Regions from separate parts of the Mus musculus genome. Here all the other regions are linked to region 4. Evidence: chromatin contacts called from public promoter capture Hi-C data. All regions are on one chromosome and are shown on one strand. Each heading gives the region's core, a stretch centred on a gene start, on an enhancer-like site or on the middle of the called end of the contact. The rest is flanking DNA. Distances are from core to core; before and after follow the strand shown. Region 1 holds the start of Nemp1 (nuclear envelope integral membrane protein 1). Region 2 holds the start of Shmt2 (serine hydroxymethyltransferase 2 (mitochondrial)). Region 3 holds the start of Stat2 (signal transducer and activator of transcription 2). Region 4 holds the start of Tespa1 (thymocyte expressed, positive selection associated 1).

The links. Promoter capture Hi-C pulls out the DNA fragments that hold promoters and counts their contacts.
Region 1: a contact with region 4 is called in a promoter capture Hi-C map of pre-B cells, with 7 times the contacts expected there. The contact joins the promoter of Nemp1 here to the promoter of Tespa1 in region 4. A contact is called at or near these places in 2 of 39 promoter capture datasets (the C10 cell line and pre-B cells).
Region 2: a promoter capture Hi-C map of pre-B cells shows a contact between it and region 4, with 4 times the contacts expected there. The contact joins the promoter of Shmt2 here to the promoter of Tespa1 in region 4. A contact is called at or near these places in 2 of 39 promoter capture datasets (the C10 cell line and pre-B cells).
Region 3: a promoter capture Hi-C map of pre-B cells shows a contact between it and region 4, with 2.3 times the contacts expected there. The contact joins the promoter of Stat2 here to the promoter of Tespa1 in region 4.

The regions. Positions count from the first base shown.
Region 1 is chr10:127,675,503-127,678,333 of GRCm38.p6, reverse strand. Nemp1 (nuclear envelope integral membrane protein 1) reads right to left here and starts at 1,269. Exons shown (of 9, transcript NM_001113211.1): 1 at 1,107-1,269. The coding sequence starts at 1,236. Gm16230 (a long non-coding RNA gene) reads left to right here and starts at 1,575. Exons shown (of 4, transcript XR_872178.1): 1 at 1,575-1,663.
Region 2 is chr10:127,521,172-127,524,297 of GRCm38.p6, reverse strand. It overlaps Shmt2 (serine hydroxymethyltransferase 2 (mitochondrial)), which reads left to right and starts at 1,854. Exons shown (of 12, transcript NM_028230.4): 1 at 1,854-2,010. The coding sequence starts at 1,978.
Region 3 is chr10:128,268,919-128,271,979 of GRCm38.p6, reverse strand. It overlaps Stat2 (signal transducer and activator of transcription 2), which reads right to left and starts at 1,482. Exons shown (of 24, transcript NM_019963.2): 1 at 1,263-1,482. Apof (apolipoprotein F) reads right to left here. Exons shown (of 2, transcript NM_133997.3): 2 at 730-2,985. The coding sequence starts at 2,968. The coding sequence ends at 2,021.
Region 4 is chr10:130,321,021-130,324,244 of GRCm38.p6, reverse strand. Tespa1 (thymocyte expressed, positive selection associated 1) reads right to left here and starts at 1,393. Exons shown (of 9, transcript NM_183264.4): 1 at 1,276-1,393.

The DNA.
Region 1 (2,831 bases), core at 20-2,519, 2.6 Mb after region 4:
TGACAGTCCTTCCAAATCCTGTTCTAGGCTTTTAGGCCCTGATCCGGAAAAGAATCTTTCCTGGACATATACTCTCTTCCCAAAAGAAGTCTCCAGTCCCTCTTGAACAATATATTTATGGGTGTTGATCTTAAAGCCACAAGTGAGAGCAAGTGACAGGCAGGCAGGAACGGAAGGGGGCAGTATGAGAGTGGATGTGTGCTTACACGCCTTGGCTGTCTTTATTCTCTGGAGTTGCTACTCCCTCCAGTGGATGTTGGCAAACATCACTTATTTTCCCGGCCACTATTTAACAAGGGAGGGAAAACACGATTTCTTATCAACTTTTAATTTTTTTTTTTTCTGGTCGGGATCACAAAATAAGTTTCTTACCTAGTCCGGAGTTGACTGTCCAGCAGAAAGTACAAAATGAATGTGCTTGAAAGAATGAATAAACTTAGGAACTACGTCCCGCTTAAGCGGATGGCCTCTTATCTTTCCTGGGCAACTGGAGTATAATGACTCCAGGTGTGTTCTCCGGAGCTATTTGGGAGGAGGATCTTAACAGGAGGCCAGTGGTGGCACACACCTTTAATCCCAGCACACAGGAGGCAGAGGCAGGTGGGTCTCTCAACTCCAGGCCGGCCCGGTCTAAGGTGTGAGTTCCAGAACAGCCAGGGGCTACCCTGAGAGACCCTGTCTTGAAAAACATTCAGGTGAACTCTATTCCACTGTACCGAGACAGATCCATCCCTGGGGTGTTTTTAGTAAACTGAATGAGTGGGGCGTTTGCTTTCTCCTGACCTATTTCAGGGCGAAACCCAGAAATCCGTTTTAACTCAGAAATTCAAGAGACCTAGCAGCACCTCGGAGCCCCTCCGTGGTTTCCCCCCTAAAGGGTGTCAACCAGCCCAGGCCTCCCTTCCTGGGGAAGGCTCAGGCCTCCGCCCGACCCGAGCTGTCCGGAGGGCGGCCCGGGACCCGTCAGTGCGGACCGTCCCTGGAGCGTCTCACTCAGCGTCCCGAGCTGCTCCGAGTAACGGGCCGCACCCTCGGGATAAGAAACCACTTTTCCACATTTAACGCCCTCGCGCCCGACCCCTGGGCAGCCGCTGCCCGGGTGGTACCTGAGCCGCAGACCACGCAGCCGGCGACGACCAAGAGCAGCCATGTGGCGCCGCCGCCGCCCCCGGCCCCCCAGCACCGGGGCCCTGGACCAACCGCCGACCACACCGACACTTTGATTCCTCCCGCCATGGATGCCTCACACCGCCTCCTCCTCGCGTGCCCCTCCTCAGCAACTGTCTCCGAACGGGCAGCGCCGGCAGCCAATCGGCTGCGAGACCCGCCCCCACCCCCACCCGTGGAGCAGGCGGGGCCTCGCGCGCTCCGCCCTCCCGCGCCCCTAGGAGCCACACCTCCTAGCAACGCCAATCCTGGCAGTGACGACAGGAAGAGCCCGCCCTTTCCCCGCAATCTGCTTCCGTCCGCGGTTTATTTACAAATGAGATTGATGGAAAGCTTACCCAATAGGAAATCAGAATGAGAGGAGGCCTCCTGGACTGCGTGTTTCCATCGAAACGTCTCTTCTAGTTTTTCTTTCCTTTCTTCCTCGGCCCTTTTATGACATGCTAGCCAGTGGCAACTCTTCACGAGTAAGGTTCTCCCGTGACCGTTTTTTAAGGTAAAATGATTGCCAGCCTGTCTCCAAAGTTCTGAAATATTTCAGCAATAAGTACAGGATTATTGTGCGTTGTCAAGGTTTTGCAGGCATAAACAACGTTTGAAAATGTAGAGATAGAGCTGAGATAGAAACTCTGACTTCGATCCCCAGCACTGCAAGAAAAAAACAAACAGAAAACAAAACACCAAAAAAAAGTATTAATTTGGCTTCGGTTTCCTTTTTTGACTGAAGATGTAGCTAAACTGTGCACAAGGCCCTCGTTTCAATCACCAACGCCACAGGAATAAACTACAAGTCCCGAGCATTTCTGGTTTTGAAACGAAACAAGTGATAATTAAGACAGCTTATCCTCTCCATTTGGGAAAAAAAAAAAAAAAAGCCAAGGCTAAGAGAGAGAGAAAAAACACAAAGTAGGTTCTGAGCTCAAATCTAAGTTCTTTCTGTGGCTTAGGTGCCTCCCAGTACTTGCAGTCCAGGCACTGTGTGTGTAGCACTTACAGAAATTGAAAATTGAAGCACCTTTTTTTTTTTTTTTTTTTTTTTTTTTTGGTTTTTTGAGACAGGGTTTCTCTGTGTATCCCTGACTGTCCTGGAACTCACTCTGTAGACCATGGCCTTGAACCCATAAATCTGCCTGCCTCTGCCTCCCAAGTGCTGGGATTAAAGGCGTGCTTGTAATCCCATCACTTGGGAAGTTGAGAATGAAGGCTTGCTGAGAATTGAAGAGTAGCCAGGATTATAGAGTTTGAACCGTGAGAACCTGTATGTGTGTGTATATACATACATATATATACACACACACACACACATATATATACATATACATATATATATACACATACATACACACACACATATATATACACACACTTGTGTGTAGACACATGTATACATGTATATGCACATTTATACACACATATAGATGGCTTATTGCGATGGCTCGGTTGTGTAAACCTAGAACTCATATGACAGGAGAAAACCAACTTCTGCTCCCACAGGACCTCCATACTGACTCTGTGGCACACAATACCCCCCACACAATTAATGGATCGATTGATAAAAAAAAAAAAAAAAAAAAAAAAAAACTTTTAATGTCAAGGTTAACAGGAGGCGTGTTGGTCCATATCTGTTAACTCCAGCATTCAAAACACTCAGGTCAGAGGATCAC
Region 2 (3,126 bases), core at 605-3,104, 2.8 Mb after region 4:
AATCAGTGGACTTGGGCCTCAGTCTCCTCACTTGCAACTCCTCAATAAAACAGCTGGAGATATGATGGCTCAGCGGTTAAGAGCACTGACTGCTCTTCCAAAGGTCCTGAGTTCAATTCCCAGCAGCCACATGGTGGCTCACAACCATCTGTAATGAGATCTGATGCCCTTTTCTAGTGTGCCTGGAGACAGCAAGATTGTACTCTTATACATAAAAGAAGTAAATAAGTCTTTTAAACAAACAAAACACTCAGCATACATACATAAGCCCCTAGATTCTATCTCTAGCACTGAAAAGGAAACAGAACAAAGACCTCACAGTGAGCACAGTGGTGGCACACCCCTTCAGTCCCAGCACTGGGGAGGCAGAGGCAGGCAGAGCTCTGTGAGTTTGAGCCAGCCTGGTCTACACAGAGAGTTCCAAGACAGCTAGTGATATACAGTGGAACCCTGTCTCCAAAAACCAAAAAACAACTCCACCCCACCTCCCCCCAAAAAAACTGAACCCAAAAACCACCACCAAAACCTGACTCACAGGGCTATGTCTCTGTCTCTGTCTCCCTCCTTCCCTCCATCCATCCCTCCCCCCTCCCTTCCCCCCTTCCCCCCCTCCCTCCCTCCCTCCCTCCCTCCCTCCCTCCCTCCCTCCCTCTTATCTGGGTATAAGAGAACAAAGTGAAGTGTTTCGTGTTGTCTGGGTCACTATTAGTGAGCCCCTTGTGTCTCCAGGGCTAAGGCATGGCTAAATGTCTACTGAATGAGTAAAGGTATAAAATGGCTATCAGAGGCCAATGGTTCTCAAAACCACTGCTTCCTGGAATCCCCAAGAGGTTTGGTTGTGTGTCTCTGAGCAGAGGCCTTAAGAAGATGTCCTCAAGCGGTGGTGGCGCACGCCTTTAATCCCAGCACTCAGGAGGCAGAGGCCAGCAGATTTCTGAGTCCGAGGCCAGCCTAGTCTACAGAGTGAGTTCCAGGATAGCCAGGGCTACACAGAGAAACCCTGTCTCAAAAAACAAAAACAAAAAACAAAAACAAAAACAAAAAAACAAAACACAAAACAAAACAACCCCCCCCCCAAAAAAAACAAAAACAAAAAAAGAAGTGGGCGACTGCTGGGGAGTAAGGGAGATGTAAATAAGAAACGAATGCAAACCGTGTGAGAAGAGGAGGGATGGCTACTCTGCTCTCACCTGACAGCTGGATAGACACAGAGGAGGCAGGCTGTGAGTCAGGGGAAGAGGACAACCCACCGGAGCCAGCGTCCGAATGCGAAGTTTCATTTAATCCCTTCTACAAGCTCTTTGTGTTGGAGTGGGCAAAGTGTGACAGGCTCATCTGAGGTCCACTGTCCTCTAACTTCACATGTAGCTGAGGCTACTAGCCTTGACCTTTCAATCTCTCTGTCTCCACTTCCCTAGTACTGGAATGACAATGTCATGGTTTAACATTGGAAGAAACGGAGGACTTTGTGTTGTAATCCTAAAGCAAGGATTTGAGTCTTTTACCCTTTCAAACTATATCTGCTTTCACTGTGTGTATTTATCTTCTAAATATGTTTTAAATCTCCCTGAGAACCATATGCTAGATATGCTTGGTAGGCATAAACCACACGAAAATAAACAAACAAACAAACAAACCAAAAAGCGCTTGCCTGGAAAACCGGAAGGAAAAACAAAACAGAAACTCTGAAGAGCTTCAAGAAAGGACATGGAGGAGCTTTAAGTCTAAGAACTTTTCAGGCAAAGCTCTCCATACCGGGACTTGTATAGATGGGAAAGAGCAAAGTAAAAAACTACAATTCCCAGAAGGCAATTTTTTAAAAAAACCCAGTACTGCGCATGCGCAGGGAACGCCTCTTTCACTCGAACTTCACGGGGGCAATTTTCTCGCGCACGCGTTCTAAGAGCAGCTGGTTTTCGACCCCGGTACTACACCGATACAGAGTTAGTGGCTAGTCCTCCTGTGCCTCCTGTAGCGATGGTATCCTTCTCTTTGCTTCGGACCACTCGGGTAAGAACAGGGTTCTGTTTACTGGATGATCAGTGGAAAGGCCCACCCAAAGTGGGGTTCTCCTGGCTCCTTGCTGCACGTGTTCTGGGGCCTCGGGGAACAGATGCTTAACCAGGAAATCCCTGAGACAGCACATGTGCGGTGGCTGGGCCCCTAGTTCTGGCGATCAGACGACCTAGGTAGGGTCTTGTAGTCACCCAGTTGACACGACTCTTAAGGTAAAGGTCCGCAGACGCTGTGTTAACAATATCCTAGCAAACAAGTGGGGTTCCCGGCTTCGATGCGCTAGTTGAATTTTTCCCGCCAGCTCTGAGCTATGGAGATGATGCAACCGAGCCTCAGTACTTTCATCACGCAAGGGTCCTGCTGCTGTGTGGGCAGGAAGGAGGTAGCGAGGTGCTGTGTGTGTGTGTCTGTGAGTGTGAGATAAAATTAAGATTTTGGGCAAACACCTTCAGCCTACCCCAACTCCCGCCAGTACACAACTCTTTCCAAGAACTGCTTAAAAGTCTATCCTCCTACTTTTTAAAGGTTGCTCTGGAAACCACCCTTTAAAAGCCTCTGGTGTTAAGCCCTGTTAGCTTGGTATCTTCTCTCATGGAGGTATTCATGTCCGGAGGCCCTGCAGGAAGTCCACCTCTTATGTTTATGAATATTTTAACTGCACTGTGTGTGCACTGCGTGCATGCCTGGGTACCCACAGAGGTCAGAGGAGGGCATCAGATCTCTTGGAACTGGAGTTACAGATGGTTGTTAGCTGTTTTGTGGGTGCTGGAAGATGAACCGCTGTCCCCCACAAGAGCAGCCAGGACCTTAGGATGGTCATTTTGTTCCTGTGTGTGGGGAGACTCTGGAATCGCAGTGTCTCTCACCTGAATTGGAGGGACATGGGCTTCTGGGGCACAAGCTTTGCTCTGTGACTTTGCAGAGTCACTCAGGGTGATTAGGGATGCGTTGTGTTAGAGTTGACCAAAACTGCCCTTTGGATAATGATCTGAACCTTTGACTCTAGAACTTGCTATTCAAGATGAAAGTGGGGGTAGAGAGCACTGACTGCTGGCCGGACCAGGCTGCGTACTTAGCCAGAGGGCTCGATCTGTACCCATGACTGAGGGC
Region 3 (3,061 bases), core at 233-2,732, 2.1 Mb after region 4:
TTTATTTTATGTATATGTTGGATGTTTTGTCTGCATGTTCACCCACAGATCAGAAGCGGCATTGGATCCTATAGGACTCTAGGATTATAGATGGTTGTGAACCACCATGGCTGGGAATTGAACTCAGGACATCTGGGAGGGCAGACAGTGCTCTTAACTGAAGAACCATCTCCATAGCCCTGATCCAATCTCTCTTCAAACAAAATGTTTGTTTTCATTTTAGCTTTCTTGCAATCCTTGATCCTCGTGCCTTACTCTCTGTGAAAGCTTTGGTTGAGCTACAGCTCCAAACGGGTACTTGACTCTTTAAATTATATGCCTGTATTGCTTCTAAGAAACAAAAACTTGACGGGTGGTGTTGGTGCACACCTTTAATCCCAGCTCTTGGGAGGAAGAGGCAGGTGGATCTTTGAGTTTCCAGGACAGGAGGGCTACACAGAGAAACCCTGTCTCAACCCTCACACCCAAAGTCTGCCTAAGTGAACTAACTGCACGTAGGCTATAGGGGCTGCAACAAAGTACTTTCTCTAGTTGGCTTCACTCTCCGATATCAGTTTTGCACTGAATAAGGTTTTCTGAAATAAACTAGACTTTGTGTGTAACCTTAAGCAAACAGTTTCACCTCTAGGACTATAGTTTATATGTATTATATGTATATAATATATATATATACATATGTGTATATATATATATTATACAAACACACACACATAATGATCAAGGATGTCTTTCTTATTTATTTATTTATTTGTGCAAGGATCAAAAATTATGTAAAGGGCCTCGAGAGATGGCTCCATGGTTAAGAGCACTGGCTGCTCTTCCAGAGGACCTGGGTTCGGTTCCCAGCCCCCACATGGCTGCTCACAACCATCTTAACTCCAGTCCTAGTAAATTCGGCCCTCTTCTGGCCAATTCAGGCACGCACCTAGTACATAAACACAACATGCATACAAATTTTAAAAATATAATAAGGAAGCAAACAAATAAGTAAATAGATTCGCAGAGCAGAGGTTAAAGCTTTGGCTTATGACAAGGATCATAATGGGTACATAGAGCAGCTGCAAGGGTTGCGGAGGAGTTTTGGAAGGAAGTCGACAGGGTTGAGAAGTAGAACTGTGCAGCGGTGCAGCATCCTGCAGGGTGTTCGACTTCAGCCAGAGAGCAGAAGCCTTGTCTACAGGGGCATCACCCGGGGCAGCAGCCCTTCCCGGGAACCGGCTGGCACCTCCGCCCCGCTCCGCACACCCTTTCGGGGCCTGTACCTTCTGAGGGTCCAGTGCCGCTCCTTCCAGTGCTCTCGCTGCAACTTCCAATTCTCCAAGCGGTTCAAGGACCCGTTTTCCACCCTCCCCCGACTCCGGCGGACCAAGATAGCGAACAGCGGAATGGGTCACCCGGCTGGCGGAATGGATCACCCGGCTGTGGACGCTCGGCGTTCCGGGATCGGTGGGGCGACCGAAAGCTTAGCCACGCCCTCCCCGCGTGTCACTCTCATTGGCTGAAACACAACCCCGTTCAGCGCTGGGCTGGACAAGCTGCTTGAAACCACACCGCCGACTTCAGTGATTGGCGGAGAGGGAGAAGCTCGTTAGTGCCCGCTCCCGCCCCCCTAGTCGGGCGGAGCCCAACTAAAGTCTTAGCCAGGAATTCTAGCAGCTGATTTACCCGAACCGAACCGTGAGTTCTAGGGAAAGGAAACTGAAACCAGGGTGCGTGAAGGCACCTAGGACTCCATAGAAAGGGTGGGACCTGCGTCCCTTAGGATAGGGAGGGAAGAGCTGAGGTAATAAGGTATTTTTGAGGATATGAATGATAAATACTGTGGGTTCATGATAACGCTTTTTAATTTCTATAATCACTTGTTCAGGTGGAAGTTAGCCAGCCCCATTAGAGTGTAAAAATCTAAGTTTCAAGAAGGAAATTACTGGCAAGCGATGACAGTATCCCAAACCATCCACCCACCCATCCATCCATCTACACTTCTCTTGTCAGAATTTTCCACTTATTGGTTGTTTTGTTACTATCTCTTGTACGCCAAGACACCATAGTTCTTTAATAAAGGCCACTCCCAGTTAGAAGTTGTACTTTCAACTTCTGACACAAAATTAGACATGGCTATTTCTTCCACAACACCGATATCTGTGGTGGCATCCTTTCCGGTCTCTGGCTGATGGGTGGTCACCTCTGGCTGAGGGGTGGTCACCTCTTTCTCATCATAATAATACTGGATCAGCCGCTGAACCCCAGCCTTCATCGCTGGCTTAAGAGCAGCCGTGATCACCGCACCAGCTGGGCCCCCTGACGCGCCTACCATGGCCATCAAGAGATCATAACCCAGATCTATGGCCCCATCTCGACCTCGTTCCTTGGCCTTGTCAGAGCAGTTCTTAATGGCGTAATACAAAGCTGTGCCTAGGTTGTAGTAGGTGCCTACTGCTGGTAGTAGGTCAACCACATTGTGGACACTCTGTTCCTGATCATTGTCGCAGTCTGTGTTGGAAATCGAACGTTTGGCCCTCTTTGGACCTGGCTGCTCCCAGGCTAAGAGCTGCAGAGCAGAGGACAGGGCATCCACAGACACTTCCCGGTCTGTGTGTCCACTCTTCTGGAGCTCCTGGAGATGGTGGATGAGGGCTTGTGTAGCCTCCACACCTCCTAATCGGTAAAGCTGAAGCTGAAGAGCCCAGACCTCAGCCTGGCAGCCAGCTGCCTCCAGAGCATTCCTTAGAGCCAGGCCTACCAGGAATTTGGAGACAGGGGGCATGTAAGTGAAGCCAGGCAGGGACTTGGGGAGCAGCATCTGGCAGGACAAGGGCTTGTCTGAGGTCTGCATCTGGTATCCCAACTTCGAGGGAGGGAGCACCGTAGAGACACTGGTTGCCTCTCCGTGTGAAGTGGCATCCACAGGACACAGCAGGAGATAGCAAAGCAGCTGGATTGACATCAGGATGAGTCGGAGGCTATGCATGTCAGGAGCTGAGCACCCTGGAAAAAGGGAGAACCCCAAAACATGCAGACCATGTCTTTGAAGGTTATAGTCTGCAGGGAGCCCAAGATTCAG
Region 4 (3,224 bases), core at 144-2,643:
GAGGATCGAAGGAGTTAAGAGAACATTATTAGTCTGGTTATAAATAGCCTCTAAATCTGTCTGAGTGCCTGTGTTTGTTGGCTCTTTTTCTATCCCTCCTTCTATAGCTTTATCTTGCTATCTATGATAACATTTTCTGTAGAAGTCAACCAACAAACCTGGCCTTTTGAGCTCTTTTTTTTTTTTTTTTTAAACCAATGGTCATGATTTAGGACCTGCAGATCCCTGGCTCTTACTGCTCAAGCTGAATATCTGCTGAATCAGAAGCTTGGGCATTTGCAAGCTTCCAACCTCTAATTACTCATGAATTGTATAAAACCTCCAATTAAGGACCTTTGTGATATACGAAGTCACAAATATTTCCTTGGGCATTGTTTTAAATGCTTATTATCTTACTAAACTACTTCTACAGTACACTTTTATCTTGATGGGGCTCTGCCCTAAATCCCTACATTGCCTCTTCTACCCACAGATAAAGTGGGTTGTGGGATAAAATGGGTTGTGGGATAAAGTGGGTTGTGGGAAAAACCCAGTGTGAATGATATTTCCATGCCTCCTCCTTTACCAGGATACAGATGGATAGCTACCCTGAAACAAAGGGTGTTGGAGATGCCAGCCCCAATATTATATAGGTCACTGAGAGGTCAACATATTTAAATGAGATATAAGGCAAAACCCTAGTCTTCATAAAATGTGAACCATGGGCCTTTAGTAAATTTGGCCTGTCATTATCCAACTGTGCAAATTTTCCCACATAGTAATTTTTATATACCTCACAACACTTTATCTCCACATCTTTTGCTGAAGATTCCAAAGAAAAGCTGAGAGAAAAGTCAGGCCAGGTTTGTATATTCCCAAATTCAGAGATAAGGGAACTAAAAAGAACCTATCATCAAACCAGGAAACTTCTCTTGTTCACAGCTTTTCATAATTGAAAATAGAATTAAATGGCCACACATATGAGTTTAGCAAGATGCTAAGAATTCTCATGAGAAAAAAGGAATTTTGTGAATAGCAATTCAGTTCATCAAAAAGGCCATGATTCATGACCCCAGAACAATAACATCTGGTAGCCAGGAGGATGGGAAGAGGCATCTCTGCTCAATAGTTCCAATGATGAGGCTGTAGAGTTAAGGTCAGGAATGAAAGTTTCTCTCCTGATAAATCTCTTAACTTGGAGGCCAGATTTTTCCCCCCTGACCCATATCCTTTTCTCTATAACTATCTATAACTCTATATCAGTTCCACTCTAAAGCCAAAGAAAACTACACTTACCAGAGGTAAGAAAGTTCTCGAAACAGGGTTGAATCTTTCTCAGGAGTGGTGCTAGAGATGAGGGCTGTGTGATAGTTTCATATCGCAGACTGTGACTTTCTCTCTGTTCTCATTCAACTGTCAGCTCAAAAGAGGAAGCGGATGTGAGAGAACACAGAGATATCTGTACATGCATCTGCACGGCCTCTGCCTCTTAGCCAGCCACATCCTCTGCTCTAGCTTAGGAGACAGAAGAATAAAGCATCTATCACCCATAAGCTTACAGGCAGAGCCCATCCCCTGAAATGGCTGCTTGCAGCGACTTCAGTTTTTTACACCTAGGGAGGGGTATTGCCCACTAGACAATGGGAATCTGGAAAAGTCTTCCTCTAATATAATTAGAAACAGTTAGAATCTACTCCTGTAGCCAAATGTACATAGAAAATGTAGAAAATGATTTAAAAATTAGACTTGTCTCTCCATAAAATCTACTCACATTTATTCTATAGTTGAGGACTTCACCCTACTTGGGATTTTTCATAACTCTTTCACACTCAGGTAGACCCCCCAGAAGCTTCTTCATAAATACTATTAATGAAAGCAATTTTTATGCATTAACTTCTTTTTAAAAATTTTTATTGGATTTATCTATGTTTCTGTGTGTGCATATTCTCTCTCTGTCCCTCCCTCTCTCTCATTCTCTCTCTCTCTCTCTCTCTCTCTCTCTCTCTCTCTCTCTCTCTCTGTGTGTGTGTGTTCATGCCCCTGTCACAGCATGCATGTGGAGGTTAGAGGACAGTTTGAAGGAGTCAATCTTCTCCTTCCACCATGTAGATCCTGGGTTTGAACTCAGGTCATCAAGCTTATTAGAAGGCAACTTTACTCACTGAGCCATGTTCATTTTCTTTTTTCTTTTCTTTTTTAAAATATTTTTATTAGGTATTTTCCTCATTTACATTTCCAAAGCTATCCCAAAAGTCCCCCATACCCTCCCCCCGACTCCCCTACCCACCCACTCCCACTTTTTGGTCCTGGTGTTCCCCTGTACTGGGGCATATACAGTTTGCAAGTTCAATGGGCCTCTCTTTCCAGTGATGGCCAACTAGGCCATCTTTTGATACATATGCAGCTAGAGTCAAGAGCTCCGGGGTACTGGTTAGTTCATAATGTTGTTCCACCTATAGGGTTGCAGATCCCTTTAGCTCCTTGGGTACTTTCTCTAGCTCCTCCATTGGGGGCCCTGTGATCCATCCAATAGCTGACTGTGAGCATCCACATATGTGTTTGCTAGGCCCCGGCCTAGTCTCACAAGAGATAGCTATACCTGGGTCCTTTCAGCAAAATCTTGTTAGTGTATGCAATGGTGTCAGCGTTTGGAAGCTGATTATGGGATGGATCCCCGGATATGGCAGTCTCTAGATGGTCCATCCTTTCGTCACATCTCCAAACTTTGTTCATAGCAGCCTTATTTATAATAGCCAGAAGCTGGAAAGAACCCAGATGCCCCTCAACAGAGGAATGGATACAGAAAATGTGGTACATCTACACAATGGAGTACTACTCAGCTATTAAAAAGAATGAATTTATGAAATTCCTAGGCAAATGGATGGACCTGGAGGGCATCATCCTGAGTGAGGTAACCCAATCACAAAAGAACTCACACAATATGTACTCACTGATAAGTGGATATTAGCCCAAAACCTAGGATACCCAAGATATAAGCTACAATTTGCTAAACGCACGAAACTGAAGAAGTACGAAGAACAAAGTGTGGACACTTTGCCCCTTCTTAGAATTGGGAACAAAACACCCATGGAAGGAGTTACAGAGACAAAGTTTGGAACCATGTTCATTTTCTAACACTTTGCTTGTTATGCTTAAACCCACTTCAGGTTCCCTTATTCTAGGAAATAACTAACTACTTTTACAATAAATTTTTAAGAGTTAGACTTTTAAAGATGACTACACCC